Linked DNA regions of Mus musculus: all the other regions are linked to region 2. The links are chromatin contacts, called in public HiChIP or PLAC-seq and promoter capture Hi-C maps. All regions are on one chromosome and are shown on one strand. Each heading gives the region's core, a stretch centred on a gene start, on an enhancer-like site or on the middle of the called end of the contact. The rest is flanking DNA. Distances are from core to core; before and after follow the strand shown.

The links. Promoter capture Hi-C pulls out the DNA fragments that hold promoters and counts their contacts. HiChIP or PLAC-seq counts read pairs in DNA pulled down with a chosen protein or histone mark. Capture Hi-C pulls out chosen DNA fragments and counts their contacts.
Region 1: a contact with region 2 is called in a promoter capture Hi-C map of liver, with 3 times the contacts expected there. The contact joins the promoter of Trafd1 here to the promoter of Tpcn1 in region 2. A contact is called at or near these places in 2 of 39 promoter capture datasets (hippocampal neurons and liver).
Region 3: a contact with region 2 is called in a FOXA1 HiChIP or PLAC-seq map of pancreatic cancer cells. The contact joins the promoter of Erp29 here to the promoter of Tpcn1 in region 2. A contact is called at or near these places in 1 of 39 promoter capture datasets (pre-B cells) and 1 of 115 datasets of contacts at active chromatin or transcription factors (pancreatic cancer cells).
Region 4: a contact with region 2 is called in a promoter capture Hi-C map of adipose tissue. The contact joins the promoter of Ptpn11 here to the promoter of Tpcn1 in region 2. A contact is called at or near these places in 2 of 39 promoter capture datasets (the C10 cell line and pre-B cells) and 1 of 9 other capture datasets (adipose tissue).

The regions. Positions count from the first base shown.
Region 1 is chr5:121,383,417-121,390,678 of GRCm38.p6, reverse strand. Trafd1 (TRAF type zinc finger domain containing 1) reads left to right here and starts at 5,064. Exons shown (of 12, transcript NM_001163470.1): 1 at 5,064-5,154; 2 at 6,575-6,639. The coding sequence starts at 6,593. Gm42020 (predicted gene, 42020) reads right to left here and starts at 5,166. Exons shown (of 2, transcript NR_168130.1): 1 at 4,835-5,166; 2 at 3,789-4,205.
Region 2 is chr5:120,586,467-120,594,163 of GRCm38.p6, reverse strand. It overlaps Tpcn1 (two pore channel 1), which reads left to right and starts at 5,551. Exons shown (of 28, transcript NM_145853.2): 1 at 5,551-5,661. It overlaps Iqcd (IQ motif containing D), which reads right to left and starts at 5,141. Exons shown (of 5, transcript NM_029408.2): 1 at 5,070-5,141.
Region 3 is chr5:121,449,619-121,456,913 of GRCm38.p6, reverse strand. Erp29 (endoplasmic reticulum protein 29) reads left to right here and starts at 4,440. Exons shown (of 3, transcript NM_026129.2): 1 at 4,440-4,723. The coding sequence starts at 4,574. It also overlaps a transcript of Tmem116 not described here.
Region 4 is chr5:121,186,309-121,193,401 of GRCm38.p6, reverse strand. It overlaps Ptpn11 (protein tyrosine phosphatase, non-receptor type 11), which reads left to right and starts at 2,005. Exons shown (of 16, transcript NM_001109992.1): 1 at 2,005-2,200. The coding sequence starts at 2,187.

The DNA.
Region 1 (7,262 bases), core at 3,815-6,314, 800 kb before region 2:
GAAGTCAGGACAGGAACTCAGGGCAGGAATCTGATGCAGAGGCCATGAGGAAGGCTCGTGCTGGCCTGCTCCCCACGGCTTGCTCTGTTTTCTTTTATACCCCAGACCAACCTGACCAGGGTGATACCAGCCACAGTGGGCTATGCCCTTCAGCATGAATCTTTAGTCAAGAAGATACCCCAGTCCAATGGAAGCATTTTCTCAGCTGAAGAGGGCTTCTCGAATGACTTTAGCTCCTGTCAAGCTGATAAAAACCTAAAGGTAGGCATTTCAACACCCTCCCCACACACACATTCACACTGTAAACTGCCTGCCTTATTCCCATTGGGTTTTTATTTATTTAGCTTTTGAGACAGGGTCTTTCTCCCTGTGTAGCTGTAACCATTCTGGAACTCACAGATATCCCCTCCCCACCCCCATCCTCCCATCTCCCCACCCCCCAACCTCCCACTTCTCCACCACCCCCTATGTCTTCAGATTGTTGGAATAAGGTGAGGCCACTTACTCTCAAGTTCTTTTGTATTTTGGGCTGTTTTGAAACAGGGTCTCTCTACATAGCCTTGTCGACCAAGTTGGCCTCAAACTCACAGGGATTGAAGAAATGCTGACACCACCTGGCTGCCTAGCTTCAGTTTTGTTGTTTGTTTTTAAAGATTTTTTTGTAAAGGTATATGTGAGTACACTGTAGCTGTCTTTAGACACACCAGAAGAGGGCATCAAATACCCATTACAGATGATTGTTGGCCACCATGTGGTTTCTGGGAATTGAACTCAGGACCTCTGGAAGAGCAGTCAGTGTTCTTAACTGCTGAGTCATCTCTCCAGCCCTGGCTTTCAGTTTTAAAATAGGTCTTGTGTAGCCCAGGCTGGCCTTGAACTCTCTATGTAGCTGAGAATTACTTTAAATCCCTGCTCCTCCTGCCTCTACTTCCTAACTGCTAAGGTTACAGTGTGTGCCATCATGCTGGGTAGGGTATTTACTTTCTTAGGTAGAGCTAAGAGGGAGGGAGAGAGAGAGAGAGGGAGAGAGAGAGAGAGAGAGAGTTAGTTTTCTGGGAAAAAAAACCTAACCAGGTTAAGATTGTGATTGTGAGGCATCTCCTGCTGCTGCAGATACCAGCCGGCTCTGTGCAGGTACTGAAGGATGAAGCTATCAGGGGAGGGATAGAGCCACAACTCCAGGGAACTCTGCCTGGTAACCAGACAGCCTGGAAGGTGTCCCAGCATGCTCTGAGGATGTTGGTCCAATCCCTGTCCTCTGTATGAATATGTATGAGTGTCCAGATGTCAGCTGAACCCCCTCCTTCCTGCCCAAACAGCGTAGCTGGCCCGCAATCTAACCTCCAATCATTCCTCCTTCTCTTCAATAGCTGGGACAAATACATCAACGGCTCTCTGTTTCAGAACTGGAAAAATAGTGTGCACATTGCATTTCAGAAAACACACCCCCAGAATGTTCCAGAGCCGAGTGCCTCCCATGGGGAACTGATTTCTAGCGCCGGTTTCACAACTGTGTCCCCAGTAATAATGGATATTGCTGCGACTATGAAAAAACAACAAAAAAAACAAAAAACAAAAAACGGAACCAGGGCTGAGGCAGGCGCTCAGCGCACAGTGTAACTTGTGACCTCCAGCACAGAAAAGAAAGCATGGGAAAGAGGCTGGAGGTGGACAGTGTGTTTGCCCAGCAGATACAAAGCGCTGGGTTCGAGCCCCAGCACCACATAAAAAGTGTGGTGGCACACACCTGTAATTCCAGCACTTGGGAGGCAGAGGTAGAAGATGCTCTGCAAGATAGGTAGACAGATAGACATACAGACATATAGACAGACAGACAAATAGATATACACAGTCATGATAGATGAATGGGAAGATAGACAGATATATACACAGACAGACAGATAGATAAACTAAATAAATCCAGCCACAAGATTTGCCAGTTGCATGCTTCCTTTCATATGAAATCCTCAGGCAAGTCCATGGACACAGAAATTAATGGAGAAAAGAGGGAAGATGGAGCTGCTACTGTAGGTGCTAACAAGACAATCAACAACAGAATGGCTTGGCTGTACAATCGTGAATACATTTCCTTTGTGTGTATATTATTATTATTATTACTATTATTATATTTTTGAGGCAAGGTTTCTCTGTGTAGTCTAGGCTGCCCAGGAACTCACTCTGTAGACCAGGCTGGCTCTGAGAGCCACCCATCTCTGCCTCCGGAATGCTGGACATAAAGCTGTACACTATCACCACTGGCTTGCAAATGAATAAATATAATAAAATATTTATGAACTTTACTGTGTGTAACTATAACCCAATAAAATGTAAACTAACACAAACGGACAGTATGTTTGTCCCAGCAGCTTTGGAGAAGAAGATGGGTTGTGCACTGCCTCCATTGCCAAGGATCCAGAGATTCACTTCCTGCTAGATAAAAAGGAACCTAGGACTCTTGGGATGGCTCTGAGGGTAAATGTATTTGTTTACTCTTGATAACTAGCGTTTAATCTCTGGAACCTACACAGCACAGCGAGAGGAGGGACCTGATTCAGACCCAAAGCCACGCTAACAGCATCCCTGCTACACACTAATGAGTAAAAAGACATTTCAAAGGGAATTCGATTTCATAACCCATTCAGAGTCATGTGTGGTGGTGCATGTCCTTAATGCCAGCACTCAGGCAGACAGCATTGAGGGTTTGAGGCCAGTTGGGTCAATACAGGGAGCTCCAGGGCAGCCAGGGCTATACAGTTAGATCCTGTCTCAAGAGAAAACAAATTTGGTGTTGGTCAGTGACTAGGAGGGTGACTTTTGTTTTTTTTTTTAAAAAGATTTACTTATTGTTACATGTAAGTATACTGTAGCTGTCTTCAGACACACCAGAAGAGGGCTTCAGATCTCATTACAGATGGTTGTGAGCCACCATGTGGTTGCTGGGATTTGAACTCAGGACCCTTAAAAGAGCAGTCAGTGCTCTTAACCGCTGAGCCATCTCTCCAGCCGCTCCCTCCCAGTCCTCCCCCCCCCCACCACCCCCGTGGGTAAAGTTTACTGTCTATCAGGAAGCAGCAAACCCCAAACCATCAAGTGGGAGAAGCTAGAGTTAAAAGCCATGCACAACTTGATCTAATTCAGCAAGTATGGGGCCTCTTCCATGAGGCCCTAGGACAAGCAGGGCCTCAGGCCAGGGATCGGTGAATTTCAGCAGCTGCTGGGATCCACAGAGGGAGGAAGGGAAGGGTCTAGTGGCAAGTACCAGCACAGGAAGCTTCCGGTCAGGGAGAGGCTGAGCCAGGAGCTGAGGCAGGGGTTGGGAAGGTGGGCGTGAAGGGGGTGGTGGTGGTAGTAATGCCAGGCTTTGCAAGGATAAGGGGCTCCCCTCCCCCAGCCTGGCAAAGCCTGGAGCTTGGCTGGGCTCAGAGGGCAGGGCACCACCTCCCTTGGGGCTTTATCCAAAATTCCAAAGTCAGTGTGGAAACTGTCTGAGCCCAGAGGGGATGTTTAGATTAGGACATTCAGATTCAGTTAATCTGCTACACGTGTGGAGACAGGGGGACATCCACGACCAAATCTTATTCATTTTAAGTGCTTTTAGTAGCACATGCTTCCATCATGACATTTTCACACAGGATGTATGAAATAGTTAAGACAGGGATTCTCGGTGTAGCCCTGGCTGTCCTGGAACTCCCTCTGTAGACTAGGATGGCCTCGAACTCACAGAGATCCACTTGCCTCTGCCTCTCCAGAGCTGGGAGGGAGGGGGGTAAAAGGCGTGTGCTACCATGCCGAGCCAAAATCTTTAATTTTTAACAAACCCAAAATTTTAAGCCAAGGTGGAGGCAGGAGGCAGAAGCTGAGGTAACTCAGCATTTCCGCGCTGTTTGTCCTCCTCTTGAGTTGTCCTTTCCTCCCCCAGTAAACTCCAGAGGAGCCTCTGAGTCACTTTCACATCGAGGACTGTGAGTTGTTTCCAGGAGACACGACTGCCATTCTCTTGTTTATTTCTTCAGGATGTATTTATATCACCCTGGGAACACGTGGGGGGGGGGCATCTGGAACTTTCTTCCACTCCCAATGGGAACTTTAAACGATGCCATCGCGTTCAGAAACAGTTTGCTAGTTCAAAACAACCAAAGCCCCAAACAAAACAGAAACACGGGCACCCGCAGCAGTCGCAGAGCCAGCAGTGAGCCCGCAGTTCCCTAAAATATTGAGGGAAATAAAAGCATGTGGCAATTAGCTGGATGCGGTAGCCTCAGCCTGCAAAAACAGCACTGGCGGGGATGGAGGCAGGAGGATATTGATTGAGTTTAAGGTGATCCTTACTACATAGGCAGTTGAGGACAAAATGTTGGGATTAAAAGCATGGGCCTCTGTGCTCTGCTTTTGTTAAGATGATGACGATGATGACGACGACGATGATGATGAGATGATGGTGATGAGATGATTAATCTCTTGATACCCTGACTTACAGCTGGACTTACAGGGGGTTCTGAAACACCTGTTGTGGGTGCTGAACACCAAACTCTCCAAGAGTAGCAAGCGTTCTTAGCCGTGGAGACGTGTCTCTCCAGTCCCACAGCTGTATGTTGTTTGCAGTTTACACGCCAGCTTAGATTTAGAATCCCGCCCCCCCCCCCCGCCCCTTTGTATCCATGAGGTAGGAGGTGCAGGAAGAAGCCACCAGGTCCGGCAAGGAGACCCTGGCTGGCACATCGGAATCTCTGACACCTCGAAGAGGTGTGGCAGGAGGAAGCGTTCATGACAAGGATGACAAGGATGACAAGGTGTGGGTATTAATGGCCCATGACAGAGCGCAAACGCCACCCACCGTCATCGTAGGCTCATCTGCACGTTTGCCCTGCATCATCCTAGCAATCAATGTAGATGCCACCGCTTCCAGAGGTGTGTGTGTGGGGAGCGGAGAAATGACCCTCGGAACCTGCCCCCTGAGCTGTGAGCCAATGGAGGATGAGGAGGCGGACCCGAGGAAACGGCAGCGCTGTGGTCCAATGGACTTCCATCAGGGCCCCACGGCTGGCCAATGGGCGTGGCCCTCGGCGACGGTGGGAAGCGGCTGGGCAGCTGGGCGGTTGTTGGCTCCGGGCGGCGGAGGCGGCGGTGGCGGTGCTGTTCCCGCTGGGCTCGGAGGTGAACGGGGGCGGCGGGGTGGGGCGGGGCGGGGCGGGAGGTGGCGGCGGTGACGCAGGCTCGCGGCGGGAGGCGGAGGCTCGGCCCGCTCCAACCGCCCGGGCCCGCGGAGCGCAGAGCGGCCGCTCCCCGAGGCGCCGCGGTGGCGTGTGGCCCGGCCTGCCTCCGCCTCCCCCGGCCTCCCGGTTTGCTGAGTCTTCCCTGCCGTCGCTAGAGGTCTGTCTGTCCGTCCCGCCGCCCTCTTTGTCTGTGTGCTTTCCCGCAGACACTCACCTTAGGTTATTGAAAACGAACCTTTGCTTGGTTTCCGGGCTTTGCTACACTGGACTCTTGGATTCGTTAAACAGTGTCAGTTTGCCCGGGCGCTGAGGCTGCTGGCGGGTGACTTGACAGTGTCCAGATCAGCCTGCCGCTTTGTTAGCAGTCGGTGCCGAAGTCTATTTCTGTGTCGTGGGAAGGAGTGATGTAAACATCGGAGCTGCCTTGTATCCTGGACGGGAAGCGAGAGAAAGGGCTGGAGCTGACTGCTCTTGCCCTGCGAGCCCGGGTGGGAGGGCCTCAGATTTGACCGAGGAGAAACACCTAAGTAGGCAGTGTCGTACCATTTGATAAGATGTCCAATATTAGCGCTCTGCTTACATTTGGTTTTGCTTTTTTTTTTTTTTTTTTTTGGAACTAGGGTCGAATCCATCCCACGTTGGCCTTGAACTGACTAAGTCGCCAAGATGGTTTTGAACTTGTGATTCTTCTGTCTCTATATCCCTAGTGGTAAATTTACAGGCATGTACCATCATGCCCAGTTTTATGCCTGGTCAGGGAACACAGAGCCCCGTATCGCTTGAGCCCCTGCTAGTTTGATGAATACTCCTGCCAAATGTGTAGAGCCTGAATTTAGTCCAAGAAAACACCAGACAACCCCCGCCCCCAAATGGAAGGATTGATTACAAAATAGCTAGCCAGTAGCTAGAAACTCTTAGTAACTGCCAGTCTTCGCTAGCAGGCTCTGATTAAGGTACTAATTAGCCGATCAAGGCTGTGAGAGATTAGACACGAGAGAGAGCTTTCAAATTAGAGTAAGTAGTAACATCTAAGAGCTTTATGTCACCCAGGACTGAAACTGAACCAAGAAGGGGGATAGTGGTCTCCTCACTGACATTTGAAGAAGGCCTGAGGATTGGTTACATTTAATTTAAAAAAAAAAAAGAATTAGGGTTTAATAACATTAACTTTTACTGAAGTTGGGTGAAGGGCATAAGGGAATTCTTTGTATTTTAAGGCTTGGGGGGGCAACATTTTGTAAGTCTATTTTTTTAAATTGAAAATGAAAAGGCAATGAAAAGGAATACCCTAGGTTTTTCTTCTTTTGCTTGTCATCCCGAGAGCAGAAATGAAACAGAAAGTGATACCTGTTCCTTTGCAGTTTTCAGGAAGAGCTGAGATGGCCGAGTTTCGAGATGACCAGGCTTCTAGGCTGTGTGACAACTGGTAAGACATAGAATCCCATGGTTTGAGGACAAGCCAGCTCTGTAAAGACTTGGGTGGTTTATTGGCAGGCTGTATTGTGTTTATTGGCCGTATGTGATTCTAAACTATGCAAGTCACTGTAACTACAGCCTTTTAATCATTTGGGCAAATGGCTTGTTTAGAATTTGGCAGGAAGATTTCTCTGGGTAGAAGAGGGAGTGGAATGATAAAACTGGGACTTGGGGGCTCTGTTCTGTCTTTAATAACTTAATAAGATGGGTCCAGGGCCGGAGGAGTGGCTCAGTGGTTAAGGGCACTGCCTGCTCTTTCAGAGGACCCAGGTTTGGTTTCCAGTGTCCAGTGGTAGCTGACAAATCTCTGGAACTCGTTTTACATGAGATCCAATAGCCTCTGGCCTCTCTGGACACCAGGGACACAGACACGTATGCAGGCAAAACATCCATACACATAAAATAAAAGAAATAAAACTTTTTTTTTTAAAGATACTTAGCTAGGCGTGGCAGTGCACACCTGAGTCCCAGCACTCAGAAGGCAGAGACAGGAGGATCTTTGTGAGTTCCAGGCCAGTCTGATCTACAGTTTGCTATATAGGGAGACCCTTCTTAAAAACCAAACAAGCAATA
Region 2 (7,697 bases), core at 4,302-6,801:
TGCCTAAGGTACCACCTCCCACAGCCCTCACAAGAGAAGCATGGTCAGTAGTCACATAAGCAATGGCCCAAGCTTCTGAACCTTCAGGCTAAACTCCTCCCCAGTTACCTAGCAACAGTGAAGACCATAAAAAGGGGTGCTCAGCCCCCCTTCTCACTCCTTTGTCCTTCTCTCACTTCTCTCTCCTCTTCCCTTTCTCTCTGTCTTCTCCTCCCTCTCTCTTCTCCTTCCTCTCTTCTCTTCTCTTCTCTTCTCTTCTCTTCTCTTCTCTTCTCTTCTCTTCTCTCTTTTCCCTGCATTTCTATAATAAAGCTCTTAAACCATAGAGTCTCTGCTCTGCTCCATCAAGTTCCACTGCACACTCTGGTCAGTGTTGGGAACTTCTTCCCTCTTCTCTGTCTCCCACAACCCTGGTGGCTTTAGCAAAGTAGCTACAGTGGGGGGGGGGGGTCCCCAGGCAGGGCTGCCCCTTGGCCACCCCCTGAAGAGTGGGATAGAGGAATGCCCAGCCAGAGATGAGTGGATAGGGTAGATAGCAGCCCTCCCACGCCTGACTGACCAGAGAATAGGGAAACTCTGGCAGGGTGTGGGCACCTTTTTCCTATCCCACTTCTCCCCGGGCAACACCCCAGGGCCCCCCTTTTTATTTTGTTCCCAACACAGGTCGATGCAGATGCAGTAATGAGGTCACAAGCCAGATTGTAACCTCCATGAGAGCCAGCCAACATGTCATTGGGTGTCTTAGTTAGGGCTTCCTGTTGCTGTGAAGAGACACCATGACCAAGGCCATTCTTACTTAGGAAAACATTTCATTGGTGCTGGCTTACAGTTCACAGAGTTTCAGCCTATTATCATCATGGTGGGAAGCCTGGCAACGTGGTAGGTAGAGTTCTCTATCTTGATCCACAGGCAGCAAGATGGGGTGCTCTGTACCACACTGGTAAACCTTGAGCATATATATATATATATATATATATATATATATATATATCCTCAAAGCCCCGCCTCCACAGTGACACGCTTCCTCTAACAAACCCACACCTCCTCCAATAAAACCATACCTCCTAATAGCGCCACTCCCTATGATCGAACATTCAAACACACGAGTCTCTGGGAGCCATAGCTAGTCAAACCACCACATTTGGGTTGGTTTTTTTGTTTGCTAGGCAGAATCTCACTGTATTGACCATGTGATTTCCAACCTTTGCCTCCAAAGTAGCTGGAAACTACATCGTGTGGATTATATTTGGTTTCTGGAGGCCCCCTGGGACAGGCTTGTGGCAATGGTGCTGAAAGTGTCGAGAGAGAGGGTCTCAGCTGTGGTCAGGGGCTGCAGAGTTTCAGAGACAGATGGCGGTCAGTAGCAACTGGGGATAGGTGCTCACATGGCTGCTTGCAGTGGTCAACAACCTTCTGCAGCTTGGGACAGACCTGGGCGCGGTCACCTGCCCTTCTACAAGTTCCAAAGTGAAAAAGAGGAAGCCAGGGAGGGGCTCACTGTATAGTAACTGAGTTCACTTGGAGCCCAGTCCCTGTGGCTCCCACACAGTCACATGAGTTTTTGTGATCTGATCACTCTCTCCAGGCTTTGGCTGCCCTTCTCTAAAATAGGGACAGACAGGGGACTTTACAGTACTCTCGTATAAATGCAATACTACCAAATATGTCCAGCTTTTATGACTAATGCAAAAATGACAGGTAGGAGCTGAGAAGATGGCTCAGTGGTTAAAAGCACCTGCTGCTCTTGTCGGATCAAGGTTTGGCTCTCAGAACTCACATGGAGCAACCATTTGTCGCTCTAGTTTCAGGGGATTCAGTGCCCTCTTCTGGCTGATGGTAGTACTGCACAATATGACGCATATACATGCAGGCAGGCAAAACATTCATACGCATTAAATAAAAAATCAAAAGAAAGAAGTTCCAAAGTACGACTATGGTATATCATTCTGCAGACTGAACAGAATAGCAGAGGCAGGAGGATGCTGGGGGTGTTGGCTTCCAACCTAGATGAGAAACGCTGGGTTCAGAGGAACACACTCAGAGCTACAGAGGACACTTAATCCCGCTTCTGGTTTCTGTGTCAGATGCTTTGAATTCCTTTCTTGGTCAAAGCATGCTTTAGAAATGTGCATTTCTGTTCGCACATGACCGTATAGTGGATTGTTTTGGTTGTTTCAAAAAAAAGGAAGGGCTGATAGTGACACATCTGCTTAGCATGTGTGAGGCTCTGAGTTCCATTATAGCATTAAGGCATGTACCTACACACATGTATACACATACATACACACATATAATCACATACACACATATAATCACATGGATACACATATACATGCATACACACATGCACACACACACATATACACTTTTTTTTTTTTTTTTGGTTTTTCAAGACAGGTTTCTCTGTGTAGCTCTGGCTGTCCTGGAACTCACTCTGTAGACCAGGCTGGCCTCGAACTCAGAAATCTGCCTGCCTCTGCCTTCCAAGTGCTGGGATTAAAGGCATGCGCCACCACTGCCAGGCATACATACACATATAATCACATGAATACACATATACATGCATATACACATGCACACACACACATGCATGCATAAGTGAACAAGCATGCATGCACACATACACACACATGCACATGCATCCACATGCACACAATACACAATACATGCACATCCTTATACACACATCCACATGCATATGCATACATACATATCGTGCACACACACATACACACATGAATACATATCCACAACACATACACATGCACACACGTACACACAGGAAGTAAATAAAACAGAACTTAAAATGCAGGCTAGAGAAATGGCTCTGTCAGTAAAATGCTTGAATCTGAAGCTCCTTCATACTCATGTAAGAGCCAGGTGTGACACACAGAATAAGAAAATAAACCCTTCATCTTTAAAAAATATTAGTTACCAGAGTATAAGATATCAACATAATTAATAGAGGAAGCACAGACTTCGTATTTGCCTGGTGTTTGGTGCAGTGTGAACCCGCGTTATTCTTTCAATAATTAAGCCTGCACTGAGAGTAGAAGAGGAGATGCATTTCTTTGTCCATTAAAAGGAAAAAGTTTCCTGCATTTGAGAGCATTCAGGTTAAAATATTTTCATTGGCTACAGGATCTAGCCCGTTGCTATAATAAAAGCTGAAGTTCAGAGATACTTTACCCTGATGTTCTGTTTCAAGTGTTCTTGATTTTTAATCACTTTTAATTCCAAGAACTCTCACTAGGACCTCAAAGAAAAAGTGTGTGTGCGTGCGCGTGCATGCATGCGTGCATGCATGATGTTCATGAGTGCAGGTGTCTTTTGGGCCAGTAGAGGGCGCTGGATCACCTGAAGTCGAGTTACAGGCAGTTGTGACTCATGAATGCTAGGAACTGAGGGCCCTCTACAAAAACAGTGTAATGTCTAAATGTCTAAGCTATCATTCCAGCCCTCCCATTTCAGACAGGATTTCATGCAACTCAGACTGCCGTCACTAACCATACTGTTATGGTTTATATATGCCCGGCCCAGGGAGTGGCACTTTTAGAACGCCCTGTTGGAGTAGGTGTGGCCTTGCTGGAGTGGGTGTGGCCCTGTTGGAGTGGGTGTGGCCTTGTTGTAGGTGCGTCACTGTGGGTGTGGGCTTTAAGACCTTCATCCTAAACTGGGCGTGGTGGCGCACACCTTTGATCCTAGCACTCTGGAGGCAGAGGCTGGCGGATTTCTGAGTTCGAGGCCAGCCTGGCCTATAAAGCGAGTTCCAGGACAGCCAGGGTTATACAGAGAAACCCTGTCTCGAAAAACAAGAACAAACAAACAAAAGACCTTCATCCTAGCTGCCTGGAAGTCAGTCTTCCGCTAGCAGCCTTCAGATGAAGATGTAGAATTCTCAGTTCGTCCTGCACCATGCCTGCCTGGATGCTGCCATGCTCCCACCTTGATGATAATGGACTGAACCTCTGAACCTGTGAGCCAGCCCCAAATAAATGTTGTCCTTACAAGAGTTGCCTTGGTCAAGGTGTAAAGCGAGCAGTCAAAACCTAACTAAGACACACACTAAGCACTCAATAAGCCCATGTTAAATATGTGAATTATTCGTTGTATGAGCCAAGAGAATGTCCTAGGAAATGCTTAGACAGAGGGAGTTAGGGTAGAATAAGTCGTGGCGGGGATCACTGCAATTAGCCTGGCAGTCACAGCACACACACGTTGTGAACATACCTTGTGCACTCACATACACGTAGGCACCCACAGATACATATAAAGTAAAAATAAATAAAGCTTTACGTTATTTTAAAAGAGCGTGTACGGCTTTTTGAAAGGACTAGAGTTTAGTCCCCTGCACCTATGACAGGTGGCTCACAACTGCCCACCCGTAATTAATTTTAGCTCCAGAGGATCCAAAACCCTTTGTCTGTATTCACATTCACATACCCCACCAACGCAGACATAGTGATAATAATATTAATAATGATAATAAAACTTTAACAATTAAAGGGGAAAAAACCTAATTAGACCAAGGGTGGTGGCACATGCTTTTAATCCCAGTACTCAAAGGCAAAGACTGGTGGATCTCTGTGAGTCTGAGGCTAGCCTGGTCTACAGAGTGAGTTCGAGACTACATAGTGAGACCTTGTTCCAAAATCAAAACAAACAACAAATCCTTATTTTAAGCATACACTGAAGGGGGTCACGCACCCAGCAAGCTGACCTCTGAACATAGTGCGGACAGTGGGCACCAAAACAAACCAACCCATCCAATTACTTGAACTAAGTTCACTCGATGTGAACTTCACAAATGGTATCAGTAAGAGATGAGGAGAGGGACTATGAAATGGCAGGTGGACCAGACAGGAAGCAAGACTATCAGAAGAGGATACTTGATGGTGCTTGCAGGAGGCCTAGAGGAGGACAGGATGGAGGTTGGGCAAGGGAGTGAGGACCTGGAGCTGGACGGGATGGCAAGTGGGGCGCGGACGCCTGGAGGGGAGAAATCACTGGACGGCGTGCCTACTAGGTGCACACAGCCTGCAGCCTGGGGCTTCCCCGCTGTCACTCACCAGCTCCTCAAGATGCAAGTTTCTTGGCCCACAGTTAAGCAACTCGGCGGCCCTTATGTTGCTAGGTTACGAGCCACTCTTAGAAGGCGGGACTTTGAGTTTGACTGACATTCTTTTTCACCATTTAACTTCGAATCGGGTTGCGTTGGCTCCGCCTCCTGAAAGATGGCCAATCAAAATCCCCGCCTCTCTGACGTTTCGCCAATGGAAAGACGCAGGATTCCTGTTGGTTGCGCGAGTGAGGCGGGGGTGGGGGTGGGGTGGGGAGGAAAGGGGTGTTGCTTCCTCGCCCCGCCCTCCCTTTGGGAGGAGGGCTGTGAGAACGCTGAGTGACGTGTAGTCTACCCTGTCAAATTTCATTGCGACCCCTCTGATGGCCAGTAGGCTGTGGCCTAGGGCCGTGGGCGGGGCTTTCGGGGCTGAGTGACAGGAGTCGGCGGATGCGAAGGCTGGCGCAGCTGCCGCTGTGGCAGCGGTGAGGCGGCGGTGGCGGCTGCTGAGGCTCCGCGCTGGGGATATTGGCGGCGGCAACTGCGGGCTGAGCTACGCTGTGCAGACCCAGTGCACAGTGCGGGATCCCGGGACGGCGCGTGTAAGGATCCGAGGGGTGCGCGATCTTGGCCCGAGGGCAAGGGTCAGGGGTCAGAAGGTGCAGAGAAGGGGCTGGGGCTGAGTGCTCCAGAAGCCCGAGGCGGGGCCCTGGGAGGTGGCCGGCATGCTCTCTCCTTGCGGATCCCCTTCTCTCTGCACCCCTTTTCTTTGGCCTGACTTCCTGGGGCGACCCGGATCGCGATGGGGATCGTGGGGAGCTAGAGCCCCCGAGCGACCCTTCCTCCCTGCTCACCTCCCTGCTGTGTCCTCTTGTGACCTGGCCGGGGACTCCTGCCTGGGTCAGTCTGCCTCAGGGGACAGATCGCAGGATGGCAGCTAGCTATCTGATTCCGGGACCTTCTTCCAGGGGTGACCTTACCCCAGGGGTGACTCGCTGGGTCTCCGCTAGAGAGAGAACCAAGGTCTGCCAAAGGGCTGGACCTTAGGAGCTCCGAGTCTGCTGTGTGACCTTGGACAGTTTACTTACCCTCTCTGGGCCCCGTTTCTTTCTCTTTGAAAAGTCATAGGCTCTTCAGGAGGCAAAGGCAGGAGAATGGCAACTTCAAAGCTTCAAAGCTCCATAGGGATATCCCTACCACCAAAGACAAAAAACAAGAAAGCGGTTGGTGGATTTCGCCTAAGTGGAGTGCAGTTTCTAGGAATAGTTGGTGGGGCTGCGCTGAAGTGGGCAGTGTCCCCTGCGTTCCATGACTACTTGTGGCTCTTTACTTGGGAGAGGCCACGCTAAGCTGCCTCATGTATCAAGTGGGCGCTAACCAACTGAGGGCAGAGCCGTTGAGTCGGAGCCAGGAGGTTGTTTCCTGTGGGTGGGGTCTACAGCTGTGTACTGTAGATGTTCAGTAGCCTCTCTGGACTCCCTCGCAATCAATCCCAAGTTGTGATGCTGGAAATATTTCTAGACAGTGGGGACAAAGTCACTCCAGGCGAGAGCCATTGAGGTGAGACCAGGCATGTTAGAATGGAGTCATGCATCCCGCTGTTAAAATGTAAAACCCACTGGGAGGATCTCCCTAGGATGCTAGTGACGAACATTAGAAACCTGTTGTCATGCGTTGGGAGAGCTTCTTGCCTTCCAAGTGAATAGCGAGAACACACTGTTAGAGCCTCCTCCTCATGGCCTCAAAGTACATCCTTGTAATCCCTCTGCTGTGGAGTGCGTTAGAAGTGTGAGCCTAGTCTATGCAAGGCACTGGGGGAGGAGAGAGTTAAGCCAAAATTCAAAACACACTGCAGTTCTTTAGGCAGCCAAATGACGGGTATCTTGTGGGAGTTCCTCTTCTGTCTCCCCTTGTTGAGATTTCCAAGCAAAATAAATTCTCAAATCTGGAAAAGGAAAACAAAAAACACAAACGAACAACCCCCTCCCCACCCCCCACTTGCAGGAACTTTGCCAGGCAGAGTCTTTCAGGCTTAGCAGGCTGCTGCAGAAAGTGGTGTTTATCTCCGCTGCCGCCACCGCCTCTGTTAAGAGAGACAGGCTGTCTCTGCCTGGTGATGTTCCCATCCATCGTTCCTGGAAAGGGGGCAGACATTGCCCAGTTGTCCTGCCGAGGATTGGTTTGGAGGCGGACTATGTCTGGTGCACTGGCCACAGTTGGAGGCAGCAACCTGCTGCTGTCTCTAAGTTCAAAGGTCCCCGGGCAGATCTGCTGAGTCCTGCCTTTCTTTTTATCTCAGTAAGCAGAAGCCGGTCTGTGTAAACAGCTTCTCGAACAGGCCAGTCCTGAGGGTTTAAACCTGGAGAGAAGGAAGGATGGGGCTTTTGAAAAGGACTCTGATTATAAGTTGTAAGGAATGTGCAAGTGCTTCTTCCTCATTGAACATCTCCCGTAGAGGAGCGCAAAGGTCATGCAAGAAGAATTCCTGTCGGCCACCAGCAAAGCCAGGATGATCTTATGTATTCCCAAGAGTAATTACTGCTCTCTGAGGACAAGACCTGGTGACTTTAAGAGTCACCACACCTGGTTAGGAATGTAGGCCTGGAGACAAAGCTTGGCTTTCTGACTGTGGGCACTC
Region 3 (7,295 bases), core at 3,191-5,690, 860 kb before region 2:
GATGGATGGGTTTAGTTCATCTCATACTTTACAGTGCATTATCTAGGGAAGATAAGGCAGAAACTCAAGGCAAGAACTTGAACAGAAACCATTAAGGAACAACTTTTTACCAGGTTACTGCCAGGCTCCTTGTCAGCTAGCCACCGCCCACAGTGGACTGGGACCTCCTACCTAGGAATGGAACTGCCCACAGCGGACTGGGACCTCCTACCTAGGAATGGAACCGTCCACAGCGGACTGGGACCTCCTACATCAATTAGCAATCAAGAAAATACAGGTCAATGTAATGGAGATAATCTAATGGAAGTAATTCTTCTTCCCGTGGAGCCAGGAGCAAGAATGGGGTCAAAGCATGTCCAAACCCCAGAAACCTCTTCCTGAGATCAGCAGGAGTGGGATCACTCTCCCTTCCCCCCACCCCCGCTCCCCGACCTGCATGTCCCAGCACACGTAGTCCTGTACTCCCCATCTGCCCCACTGAAGAAGGTGGTGTAGCCCAGTAACCAGGTTAAACATCCTCTCCTCTTCTAAGGTCATATCCAGCAGCACCTGGATTTCCTCTTATGCAAATACATTCTCAGAGCTACATCAGTTCCATTGGCTGCAACTTTACAAGCAGTTCTGAGTTCAGGATCCTAGCAATCACGGGTCCTTTAATGCCAGGATTAGTGAACAGTATTAACTCTTAGATCACACATCACCCTGTCATACAATGATATATTTATACCAATTACAGAATGGCCACAGGGGTTACAGGTGCTGCAGGGTTCAGGGAAGCTCTCCTGAAGTTGAACTGACACAATCTCAATCCTGTAGGGGCTGACTAGACACAGACACAGCTGTTCCGGCTCGGCGTTCAGTACAGGCCCAGGTGTCTGGCCATTTCAACTGCTGATCTGAAGCGGACAGAGCACCACAGGATAGAGAGGTTACACTTGGAGTCTCAGAACAGTCTTTCACTTCAGCCAGTTTCTTAGATAAGGCTCATGACAAGTGATTGGCCAAAATGGGGGAACTCTGTACAGTGCTACGTGAGGGGTTATACCCGATGCAACAGATAAGTTCATGAGTACAGTCTCTGATTTGATTTGATAGTGACAGGCAGGGAGCATTGTTTATTCACACAAAAGGAATGATTTATCACTTCATATATCCTGGTGTGGCGGCAGACAGCAGTTGTTAACTTGTGTGAACATGTCGTAGAGTCATTTTTCCTTGGAACTTAGCCTCAGTGTGTGGTCAGAGTGTTGCACAGCCTGAGAGCAGCAGTTCTACCCAGCAGAGTGAGCTCATAAGGTTCTTACTTCTATCTCAATCTATTTGTCTACCAAAGACTTACAAAGTCTCTTCTATGGACAGGGTCTCACTGTGTGGCACTCCACTCGCCTGAAACTTGCTTTATTGACCAGGCTGTTCTTAAACTCACACTGCCTGCCTCTGCCTTCAAGAGTTCTGGGATTAAAGGGGTACGCCACCAAGTCCAGACCTCCTGCCAAAGCTTCTTGATTGCACTTTTCTTCAGTGACACACTTGAGGATGGAACGTTATACACACGGCCTACAACTCAGCTTCCACCCAGGCCCAACCGAGGCACTTTTTTTTGGGGGGGGTTCGAGACAGGGTTTCTCTGTGTAGCCCTGGCTGTCCTGGAACTCACTCTGTAGACCAGGCTGGCCTCGAACTCAGAAATCTGCCTGCCTCTGCCTCCCGAGTGCTGGGATTAAAGGCGTGCGCCACCATGCCCGGCTTGAGGCACTTCTTAAAACAAGTACTGTTTGTTCTTTGAGAGCCCTGTACATTTTGAGCACATTTACCTTCCTCCTCCAGCTCTTCCCAGATCCCCGCCACTCCCCTTCCCACCCTACTCCCTAGGCCATTCCTAATTTCCAGGAACTTCTCTCACCTCCTTTAAATACTGCGAGAGCTACCCACTGCCCTCAGCCTCAGTCTTCTCCCTTCTGATGCATTCTCTTCATTCATTCATTTTTATAGCGATACAACCCAGGTTGACCAGGCTGGCTTCCCACTTACAGGGCCCCACCTGCCTTCGCCTGAGTGCTGGGATCAAAGGCGCTGGCCATCATGTCCAGTTGTAATCTCTTTTTCATAAAGGGACACGAGGCCCACTGGATTGGGCCCCCGCTGTTGGATTTCATTTAGGTTTAACTATTTCTGTAATTACTGTAATTCTCTCTCCAAATGCAATTACAGTGCACTGGAGGCACACGACTTAGTCCACTTCGAGGATATTGCTTATTCCAAAGTCCTCAGGTTTCCTCAGGTCTCAGGCACTCTCCTTCCCAGGAAGGCTTGGGACTAAAGCCACACCCAGCCATTTCTTCATCTCTATGGAATGTTTTCATACACAAATCTGGCAACACTCCAATGGAGGCCTCTGGTGGCTGTAAACCCCTCAGGTCAGTGAGAGACTTTATTTTGCCCCCGCTCCTGAGTTTGCCTTTACATAGGTTCACAGTGCTCAGCGTGCGGTACCACATCCTGATTCCTACTGCTTCATGAGTGCTCCCTACTTTTCAAAGTCATGCTCACCAAGTATCTCCCAGATACTGTGCTGACACACGTGAGCAGGACGGACTCGTAATACAGGTTCTTCAAAGGCGGGATATACCTCTGCAGGGATTTGGAAAGGGCACGAGATGGGGAGGAAAGATTTTAATACTTACTGGGTGGATAGCAGTCTGGATACCACACACACAAGTCAAAAAGAAGGACCTACATAGCCGTGTCACACTGCGGCAGAATGACCAGTGGTGCATCATACTTGCACAGTCTGTGCTAGATGTCAAGGTCAGTACGGCCAGTCAAATGCAGGGCACCTAGCTGTCTATTAGAGGGGTGGTCATAAGGCAGCAGCTGTAATAAGCTGTGCTTTTTATAGAAGGGCTGCTCCTAGGGATGATGGAGGAGGAAGTTTATTGTAGCTAAAAAAGGAAGACCACAGTCCGGAGTGAACATGACCATGAGCCATGTGGAGAGAGGGGGAAGGGAGGAGAGAGGGGAGGAGAGTCCCAGTTAAGAGGGGCAGCCTGGGCCAAGACACTGACCAAGAGACTGCCATAGCTTAAATGGCTGGATTATTATAGGGAAAGGCGGCTGGAGGAAGGGCAGCCCAGCCCTTGGACTGGAGAAGTTTAGGGTAGGGAGCAGGGCATGCCTGTCATACCCTGAGGGATTCTGGGAGAACCTCATGGCCAGGTCCACTTTGATGTTAGTCACCACAGCCGTTTGTCTCACCTAGGGTTTGAGATTTAACAGTAATAAAAAAAAGAGGGAAAAAAAAAGCACAACATGGTCTAGCTTTTTCATGATTCTACAGGTGTGTGTGTGTGTGTGTGTGCACGCGAATGTAGATTTGTATACATGGATAGGCCACTGACCAACCTATCTTCATTCATCATTCGCTCTTTTTCCTTCCCCCCGCCCCCCCAATTTGGGCATCCTCCTTGCCTCCCCAGTACTGGCAAGTAGTCCACACCCAGCCTGTTTTGTGTCTGTCTTTCGAAGACCCTTGTTGACTTTGAATAGCCTAGAACTCACTCTGTAGACCAGGCTGGCCTTGAACTCAGGTTCGCCACCCTTGGCCTTTGGAGTGGTGTGATTAAAGTTGTGCTTTCCCCCTTGGGTGCTAAGGACGGAACTTAGATGTGGAAGGTACTAGTTCCAGGAACACAGTATATGGATGAGGTTTGGCTTCCAACTCAGAGACCAGCCTGCCAGTTTTCCCAGCTAGCACTGGGATTGAATGTCCTGTGCTGGCTCACACAGCCTGCTGGCCACGATCCCTCTGTCGTCTCCAATAAGGAATTCCTTCGAGCCTTTATCCCTGTGCTGAAGACAATCAGAACGTACCATAAGCTAGTCCTTGAAAACGGGACAGCCCAGCCTGGTCTTGTCACCCCCCTGCCTCGTGCTGAAATTAGGCCTGTGCCACCCACCAACACTTGACCAAAAAGCACGAAGGCGAATAGGCCTTTTCCCCAACCTCCTGCGACATGGGAGGCCACATTGCCTAAGTGTCCCCGCGGGCCTGACCAGAGCTGCAACCGGGGGTCTACAAGGGCAGGACAGCGACTACCAGTGACAAACAGCTGACTAACCGAGGGAGGCGGCGGGTCTCTTGAGACCGCAGGACCGCCCAGCGCAGGGAAGGAAGGGACGCCGCCACGTCTTCTTCCGAGGCGAGAGAGAGGGCAACGAGGGGAAGGGTCGAAGCGGCGCCTCCCGCGAGAACGCAGCGGAACACGGCCTAGCCGAGTGTCGCCAAGTGCGCGTGCGCGTGCGCGTGCGCGTGCGCGGCAGGCCCGTCCCGTCCCGCGACCCCGCCCGCTCGCCGCTCCGCCTACGACGCATGCGCAGCCGCTCCCTCTCTCTGCCCCGCCCCTCCGCGGCCCCTCCCTTCCACCCCGGAGGCGGCCGGAGCATCTCGCTCTGGCGGTGGCCGCTTGCGTTCATGCGCGCCGCCGGCAGGACGGCCCTCCCCGTGACGTGACCGCCCACTCGGAGCGCTCCGCCTGTAGCTTGCCTGTCTCTCCCGCTCCCACCATCCGGCGTGATGGCCGCCGCCGCCGGGGTGTCTGGCGCTGCTTCTCTCTCCCCACTGCTGTCCGTGCTCCTGGGCCTGCTGCTCCTCTTTGCTCCGCACGGCGGCAGCGGCCTACACACGAAGGGTGCCCTTCCCTTGGACACAGTCACTTTCTACAAGGTAATGAGGGCGGCGGGCGACGGGGATCGTGCGCAGGTGCAGATAGACGCCCGTGGCAGCGCGAGCCCACGGGGACGTTGGGCCCGGAGGGGTGGCAGCAGCAGGCAGTCCTTGGGGACCATCCCTACACGCCCCACCATCCTATAGGCCCAGTGTCGACAGAGCAGGGGCGCACCCTGACCACCCGGCATCCTTGCAACCCCGGTACTCGCTACATCTGTTTTTTTACAAAAAGCTACCAAAGCGCAGTCAAAGGGAACCAAGTGTCCCTTTTCCTTTATCAACTGGGGAAAAAGACAATGATAGGAAAGATCCAATCCACGAGTCACAAGTGGAAGACCGGAGGGCGGGGCGAGGTCTACGCTCCTAGGCTCTCGGATGGGGTGGAGATGGCCGAGAGAACTGGGTTAGCATGCCAGTCTGCTCCTCGGAGGATGGATTGTAGCGTTCTTGGCCATGTGCAAACCGGGTTCAGACCGCACACGGCCCCCCTACAAAGTGCAAGGGTTAAAAAGATTGCAGGGCTCCCACCTGTAGAGAGCATCTTGGGGGAGTGGAGTACGAAATGAACAAAACCCGGTCAAGGCATGTAAGAAACTACACTACCCTCAGCAATTTTATTTATTTTAAAACAAAAATTGGTTTCGAAGACTGAGCAAATGGACGGTGGAAATGTTGCAGGCTGAGTGCAGTGGCCTCTGGACTCAGTTCTTCGTGCATGTCTCTAGTTACCAGAATCTTCTTAGTTCCTCTATTGGGCTTAGCGCGGAGAGACTTGGTCATTTTCTTATTGTGTCAGAATGAGGAACTGAGAACGCAGAAGGGGACTCTAAAGGCGCCTGTGTTGAGGGGTTGGACAGGGCTGTTTTGGAAAGGGTTGCTGTTAGGAACCCCCCCCCCCACACACGTGTAACCCATTCAAGTTTGTATTTTTTTTTAATTAAAAAAAATTAAGCATCTTATTAGTCATCCATCCAACCTATATAGCAACCTAGTAATACCACAGTCCAAGTGTGAATAAAAAGGACATTTTGCACCATGGGTTTAGTCAGTTGCTGCTTCTCCATCTTTTTTTTTTAAAGATTTATTTATTATATGTAAGTACACTGTAGCTGTCTTCAGACACTTCAGAAGAGGGCATCAGATTTTGTTACGGATGGTTGTGAGCCACTGTTTGGTTGCTGGGATTTGAACTCAGGACCTTCAGAAGAGCAGTTGGCACTCTTAACCACTGAGCCTTCTCACCAGCTCCCTGCTTCTCCATCTTTAAGGATCTGCCCTGAGGGTGTCATCTCCCTCCCCCCCTTAACCCCACAGGCCACCAGGCAGCACCATGAGATTCTACTTAATATAGTAGCAAGCAAGGAACGACCCTTATTCCATCTCATTTCCTAGTCATTTGCCCCCTTTTCCAATCGTCTCCAGGCAACACAAGCCTTCTCTCTGACTGCCCCTAGCTCACAGCTGTTAGTCCATCCGCAGTGGCCGTTCCTTGTGACTGGAACATTCTTTGCCATCTTTGGAATAGGTTACTTCTCGTGGCTCTGTCTTAGGTTAAATGTTAACTTCTCTTGTCCCCTCGCTTTCTCAGTTGCCCAGATTGACCTGTTGGTACCCGTGAGGGCACTCCTTGCCGTTTTCAGCTTCTCATTCATATTTCATAGACGATGACATGTTTATGAAGTACCTGATATGATTTTTATTTTTTTGTTTTTGTTTTTGTTTTTTTTTTTAAACAGGGCTTTTCTTTGTAACTTTGGCTGTCCTGGAACTAGCTCTGTAGAGCAGACGGGCCTCGAACTCAGAGAGATCTGCCTGCCTCTGCCACTCTCCCTAGTGCTGGGTTTGAAGGCGTGTGCCACCAATGCCCTGAAGTACCTGATGTATTTTTCTGACTCTCTACACAGCATACCAGATGAGTTGCGTTCCCATGAGTGAACAGGTGTCTTAACAGGTATAGGGGGGGTCCTAACAGCAACCCTTTCCAAAACAGCCCTGTCCAACCCCTCAACACAGGCGCCTTTAGAGTCCCCTTCTGTGTTCTCAGTTCCTCATTCTGACTGTTCTCTTAAAAGACAAAGGGCGCCTCCTGGTGTTTTGTCCAGGAATCTTGTTACATGCCTCGCCTTTCAGTGATCTCCAACTTAAAAAAGAAAACTATTTCCTCATGGCTCTTTCCGACCATCACTAGAAGGCTCCATCAGAGAGGCCCAGTGTTGGTCACTGCTGTGTCCATTTAGAATGGTGTCTGGGGCATGATGCGCTCTTAGCAGATTCTTTTTTCAGTGAATACAGAATTTCAGCCAGTCATAGTGTCACACTGGGGAGGGAGAGACAGAAAGGTCAAAAGTTCAAGGCCAATCTAGGAAACTTAATGACCTTGTCTTAAAGCCATTGAAGGGCCCGTGAGATGGCTCAGCAAGCTTCCACCAAGCCTGGTGGCCAGAGTTCAATCCTCTGGACCTACGTGGTCAGGGGAAAGAACAGACTCCCACAAATTATCCTCTGACCTCAATCATCCCATGGCACCCACACACGTAAACACATGTACAGAACACCACTACTACCTTCC
Region 4 (7,093 bases), core at 756-3,255, 600 kb before region 2:
ATGGTCATAGCCAGGCATGATAGCCAACACCTTTAATCCCAGCACTCAGGAGGCAGAGGCAGGTGGACCTCTGAGTTTGAGGCCAGCCTGGTCTATTTAGTGAGTTCCAGGGCCAGCCAGAACTACATAGTAAGACTCTGGCTGGAAAAAACAAAATAAAATAATAAAAAATGATCATGTTGTTAGTTCCTTTTGCTTTCCAGAGTTTTGCCTTCCCTGTTATCCACAGCCAACTGCAGTCTGAAGCCATGAAATTGGAAAGTTTCAGAAATAGTTCACCAATTTAATTTAAAAAATCTGTGTGTGGGTGCATGCAGGTGCTCACTGGGCTAGAAGAGGGTGTCTGGTCCTTTGGAGCTGGAGATAAGATAGTTAGTTATAAGTAGCCAGGTTGGTGCTGGGAATTGAAACCTAGTCCTCTGAGGAGCAACTATTTCTCTCTCTCTCTCTCAATCTCTCTCTCTCTCTCTCTCTGAGACAGGGTTTCTCTGTATAGCCCTGACTGTCCTGGAACTCACTCTGTAGACCAGGCTGGCCTCGAACTCAGAGATCCACTTGCTTCTGCCTCCCAAGTGCTGGGATTAAAGGCATGCACTACCACTGCCTGACTTTTGGGCAGCTAACTCTCTTATCTGCTGATCCATCTATGTAGCTTCTAGTTCATCAGTTTCATAACTTTACACTTCATTAAGATGGAGCTGTTCAAGAAAGCCACATTCATCTAACAAAGTCCCCCTCCCCAACCCCCGTAGCAGCGTACTGGTACTAACAATTTGGACATTTGGAAGGAGAAGTTATGAAGTGTTTCTTTGAAGTGAAAAGGTCAGATTTCTTAATTTAGAAAAAGGATCACTTGTTAGGATTGCTAATCCCGGTATGGGTGAAACTGCAAAAAACATTTGTGTTAATTTTAGTTCAAGTTGTAAAAGTATGGCCGTGGTACATAGGTTGTCTCTTTTCTCATAAACAAACAAAACAAAAAATATTCAACGGGAGAGGCTGGTGAGATGGCTCAGCAGTTAAGAATACTGAGTGCTTTTTCAGAGGTCTTAAGTTTTGTTTCCAGCACCCACATGACAGCTTACAACTGCCTGTAACTCCAGTTCCAGGAACTGTTGTTCTTTTCAGATCTTGGGCTCTAGGCACTCATGCAGTTACACACATACTTACATGCAAGGCAACCACTAATACACTAAACATTAAAAAATACAAAGTAATATATATATATATACATATATATTTCTAGCCGGGCGTGGTGGCGCATGCCTTTAATCCTAGCACTCGGGAGGCAGAGGCAGGCAGATTTCTGAGTTTGAGGCCAGCCTGGTCTACAGAGTGAGTTCCAGGACAGCCAGGGCTACACAGAGAAACCGTCTCATAAAACCAAAAAAAAAAAAAAAAAAAGTAATATATATTTCTTTTTGACAGGGTCTCCCTACTTAGATGTCCTGGAACTCACTATACAGACCAGGCTGGCCTCGATTTCACAGTGATCCACTTGCTATTGCCTACCTAGTGCTGGAATTAAAGGCGTACGCCACCTTGCCGGGCAAAAGGAGTAAATCATAAAACATTATGTGTATGGATATGTGCCCGTGAGTGCAGTGCCCGAGGAGCCACAAGAAGAGAACGGCGGATCCGGTAGAACCAAATTTACAGAAGGTTGTGGGCTGCCCCATACAGGTAGGTGTTGGGAATCGAACTCGTGTTCCCCCTCCCTTATTTGTTTGCTTCTTTTCCCGTGTGCAGCCGCCCTGGATGCATATTGTGTATTGTGTCCTCGCACCTATGTGCGACGTCCCCGTTTAGAAGAATCGTCCAGGCGTTCACGGGTGTAGCCGCACCGATTCAGAGGAGGAATCCCACACCAAACTCCCTAGCACTGCTCAGGGCCCCGCAAACCGGAAGCAGATAGTGGCCGTGGCGGCGGCGCGCGATGACGTCACGCAGGCGCCGGCGGCCAGGGGCGGGGGCGCGGGCGAGGGCGGAGCGAGCCGGGCGGCGGGGCGGCCGCGCAGTGTCCGGGATCCAGGCCTGGCAGGGGGTTGTGCGCGCGCGGCCGGCCGGCTCTGCCCGCACCCGTGTCGGCTCCGGAGCGGGGCCTCGCTCGGGCCCCCTCCATGTGACGGTACCCCGCGGAGCCTGAGCGAGCAGCGGGTCCGTGCGGAGCCGGAGACGGGAGGAACATGACATCGCGGAGGTGAGCCGCCCGCAGGGGCCGGGCCGCGGCCTGGGTCCCCGCTGCCTCTGGACTGCGCGGGCCGCCGGGGGTCACACCGGGGACTCCCCGTCGGCTTGGCTTCCCCGCCGCCCCGCCCGCGGGTCCCCATTCATTTCCTGCCGCCCCGAGTTCCTGCTCCCGCGGCCCGGGATGCCCGTGGGGACACCCGCGGCCCCGGCCGGCCGCCGCATTCCTGACCCATTGCCTCATGAGCGTCGCCTCCTGGGGATTCCGAAATAACCCCGCGCGCTCGGGGAGGCGCCCGGGCCACCGCGGGGCCTTCACACAGGACCCTTTCAGGTGCCCCCTTTTTGCGTCTTCGCCCTCGCCCCCAAGTGCCAGAAGTGGGAAAACTGAAGCTCTCTGCAGCGGCTGGGAGTGTTCCCTCCCCACTGTGATCTTTGCTTTGAAAGGTGGGAGGAAAGGGAACCGTATCTGGCCGTGGGATTGTCCCCTCTGTTTGACGAATGTGGAAACTGAGGCTCGGGAATAACGTGCTCGTCACAGGACAGGATTTGAAGCTTAGATTGGAGGCGAATGAGTGAGTTTCCACTTCAGGGTAACGAGACTCCATTAGTGACATTGACTTTGCTCTTACTAGAAGCCAGCTTAACGCGTACCGCAGTGGTACGAGGTGGGTGGTGGAATCCCTTTCCTAAACATGACCAAATTGAGTTTTCAGGATGAAGTACATTGTGGCATGTTACCTGGTAAGAGGTGCAAGTCTCTCACTGTGTTGCCCAGGTTAGCATCCAGTGTACATTTCCCCTTTATCTCAACCCCTTTAGCGCTGGGGTTACAGGCCGGATCACACTATAAGGACTTGTTTAGTTTTAAAATCAGCTTTAAGCCCGACGTGGTGGCGCACGCCTTTAATCCCAGCACTTGGGAGGCAGAGGCAGGCAGATTTCTGAGTTCGAGGCCAGCCTGGTCTACAAAGCGAGTTCCAGGACAGCCAGGGCTACATAGAGAAACCCTGTCTCGAAAAACAAAAACAAAAAACAAAACAAAACAAAACAAAAAAACCAACATTTTTATTGAGATAAGTTGCACCTGATTCGGCGGACAGTTTGATTAAACCTTGACTTATGCGTATACTTGAGACCATTACAGCAGTCAAGATAATGAACATATCCACGACTCCTGGTGAGGTTTCCCTCAGCTTGGTCTTACCAGTCCTCTGCTTTCCCTCCGACCACGGTTCTGTTGCTACCTTTCTTAGGATTTTAGATTAATGGCATTACACAAATATGAGCTGTTTTTTTTTTTTGTTTTTTGTTTTTTTTTTTTTTTTTGTTTGTTTGTTTTTTTTTGCGTTGGGGGCGGGGAGAGTCCTGATTTTTATTATTGAAAGTTTTTTTTAAAGATTTATTTATTTATTTATTTATTATATGTAAGTACACTGTAGCTGTCTTCAGACACTCCAGAAGAGGGAGTCAGATCTCATTATGGATGGTTGTGAGCCACCATGTGGTTGCTGGGATTTGAACTCCGGACTGTCGGAAGAGCAGTCGGGTGCTCCTACCCACTGAGCCATCTCATCAGCTCATTTTTTTTTTTTAAACATGTATTTCTTCATTGTGTGTGGGCCCATGTCATGGTAGGCATTTGTAGGTCGGAAGACAACATGTAGACATTGGCTCTCTCTCTCTACCATTCAGGTTCCAGGGATTTAACTCAGGCTGTCAGACTAGGTACCACGTGCTGCCACACCCCGGCTTAGCGGACTTGTTCCGGATTGTCTGAGAGTTCATTGCTCGCTGCTGCTGTTTGAACAGCATGCCATTGTAGGGCTGCTTATTCTTCTGAGGACCTTTGGCTGTCTCTAGAGTTTGTCACTCACATATGGTTCTGTGACTGCTGCTGCAGAGGCGTCAGCGTGGCCTCACCTCTCTGCTGTAGCTCTCTGCAAGCTGAACGGTTGGATCTACTGTGGGCAGGCACTTGCAGCCTGTTTGCAAAGGGGCTGTCACTGCTTACTTTCCAGTTTTACTCCCAGAGAGCTGCATACAGCTTGTCCATAGCTTTGAGTCCTGATTTCCTTGTTTGATAAAGATTTATTCTGATTTTACTTGTATGGGTATCTTGTAGGCGTAGGCAGCGTGTGCCTGCCTCATTCCCTCTGGGGCTGGTGATTGATTATTGTGTGGGTACCTGCTTTCTATTCCGAGTGGCCGTCCATTGTCCCAGCAACACTGCTGGGGAGCCTCTCCACAGGTAGAGTCTGCCCCATTGTTGAAGAACACTTGTCCTTATTGTGAGTTTGTTTCTTGACTCGGTTTTCTTCCATGGATATTTCTGTATCTTCATGTCAGTTCCAAATGGTCTTAGTTCTTTTTTTTTTTTTTAAAGAAAATTTTTTTTTTGTTTAATTTGTGTGTGTGTGTGTGTGTCTGCAGTGTTCAGAGGAGTGTGTCAGATCCCTTGGACTTGTAGTTACGGGTGGTTTTAAGTTGCCTCCCATGAGTGCTGGGAGTGAAACTTGGGTCCTCTGCAAGAGCAGCCACTGTTTGTAGCTGGTGCATATTTTGTTTTTTTGTTTTTTTCCATGATCTCAGTGGTGTGTGTGTAAGTCAGAAAACAGTTGCATTCTAGGGAGAATCTCTGGAACTGAGGTTGTTAGGCGGAGTACAGTTAAACATGGAGCCATCGTGCTGGCCTGAGGATCTGAGAACACTCTTGAGTTCCGATGGGGATTCAGGGAAGGTCATTTTGAGGAAGTGATCATAGGAACTGACACTTGGATGGCAGACACCATATTGATGCTTGTTTTACTTAATTGTCATGGTAAAGCTAGACGGGGTCTCACCCTGCCATTCTGGTTGGCCTAGAACTTGCTACGCAGAACAAGCTGTCCTTGAGTGCACAGAGATCTTCCTGAGCGGTACCAGCGCTAGTCGGAAAACGGTTCATTTTGATCAGTATTGCAGACTACGTTTCTGTGAGCATTCCGAAGCCAGCATGTGGGTATAATCACCGTGTTGGCTTCCCAACCTTGAAGGTGGGGAGGGAAAGGAAAGCATGGAGTAATTGAGTGGCTGGTCCCGGGCCATCTAGCTGAGAGGACGGTGGACTTAGATGTTCAAGCTGTCCTGTGCCTTACCTTGCTCTCCCCCAGCTGACACCACTGCCTGCCCTCGCCAGTCTTCTCTCTTCAGTCGCTTTCTGTTCCTCTAAGATACAAGTGCTGGCTGGAGTGGAGGGTGGAATGTTGAACTGTCCTCAGACTGGAGGGTTCTGGTTTGTCATTGCAGGGCAAGTACATTTTGTCCCAGGTGCTCCCTGGCAGCCACGTTGGTTATCTCCCTGGGGAGAACCAGCAGTGCCCGAGTCTCTCCGGCGCGCCTCGCTGTCTTTATTCTTGGTGTGACCCTACAAAGAGTCGGGGTTTGGGCTGGCGTTGCCCAAGGGCACAGGCTGTACCAATTGCTTTCCATTCTTGATCATGCTCAATGTGTACACTGTTAGGAGATGCACATGATCTTGGAAAGGCAGAGCCAACTCTTGTTTGTAATTGTCACTAGGAGGCCCTGGTGGACATAGGCAGTCACAGAACAATAGGGACACTGAGCTGAGTGCTCTGTGCTTTAGGAGACACAGGCAGCACTTGCCGTCTGAGAATGACATTTTTAGGGGAAGGGCAAGCACTGTTGTTGGGCAGTTACTAGGGGGTTTCCATTGTATCGGGGCTTAAGACCCTCAGATGGGTTCAGATGTTTTAAAGTGCAGCCCAGTTCATTATCGTGACTTCGAGAATATTGTGTGTGTTTAGCAAAGTTGCTGTGGTTCTTGGCAGTGCTGTCTTGGGAAGGGGGCTGTGATTGTGCATCTTTGCAAGGAGCATTGAGTTTATGAAGGAGTCCAACACCAAATGAGGTGGATGAAACTAATACCAAGTTGAGATCTGCAGCTGATCGGTGTGTGATGATGCCATGTAGAATGCATTTGTTTGACTGCATTGTAATGTACATTTAGGTGCAATTATGTATGTTTGTATGTACTTAGGTAATGTGTGTGTGGGGACTGGCTCAGGACCTCTAAGACCAAATTCTCAGCACAAGGAGATTTATTTGCTCCAGAGAAACAGCGCAAGAAATAAGAGACAAAGTCAGGAGATAGAGGATGAAGGAGAAGAGAAGGCAGGGGTATTTGTCCCAGGGGACTACTGACTCTGGATAGAGAGGAGACAGCCCATGACCCATAGGAAAATGGTGGTTTATAAAGGTAAAAAGGGTAACCATATGTTAAGATGAGGTATTTAATTTTTTTTTTCCCCCGAGACAGGGTTTCTCTGTTTAGCCCTGGCTGTCCTGGAACTCACTCTATAGAGCAGGCTGGCCTCGAACCTCCCGAGTGCTGGGATTAAAGGTGTGCGCCACCACGCCCAGCTCTGAGGTGTTTAATTTTAATTAGGCATGTTAATTAGGTGAGACAAAGGGGACTTTTGATTGCTAGACTACAATACTTTGATAGCTGGACCTTGGTAGTCAGCCTCAGGAGGAGGAAGTGGCCAAATAAGGGAATAGACCTTGGTGGCTAGCTTTAAGAATATAATCTAACAGTTATTTAGCAAGTCAGGGAATGGGAATAAGGGCAAGACCTGCCAGAGGCAGGCCTGTCAGCTATCTAGCGTCCCCTCACTGTCTGCACATAGTCTGTTTTAATTAGAGACAGGGTGTCTCTGTATAGTTCAGATTGGTCTCAGAATCCTCCTGCTTCAGTGTCTCTTGAGTGCTGGCCTTACAGGCATGTGCTACCATACTGTACTTCAGTGTTTGTAGTGCTGGCCTTGGATCCAGAGCCTTAGCATATTAGGCAAACACTATCACCAACCTACATCTTCAAGTCTACAGAGGATGTCGTCTACAAGTC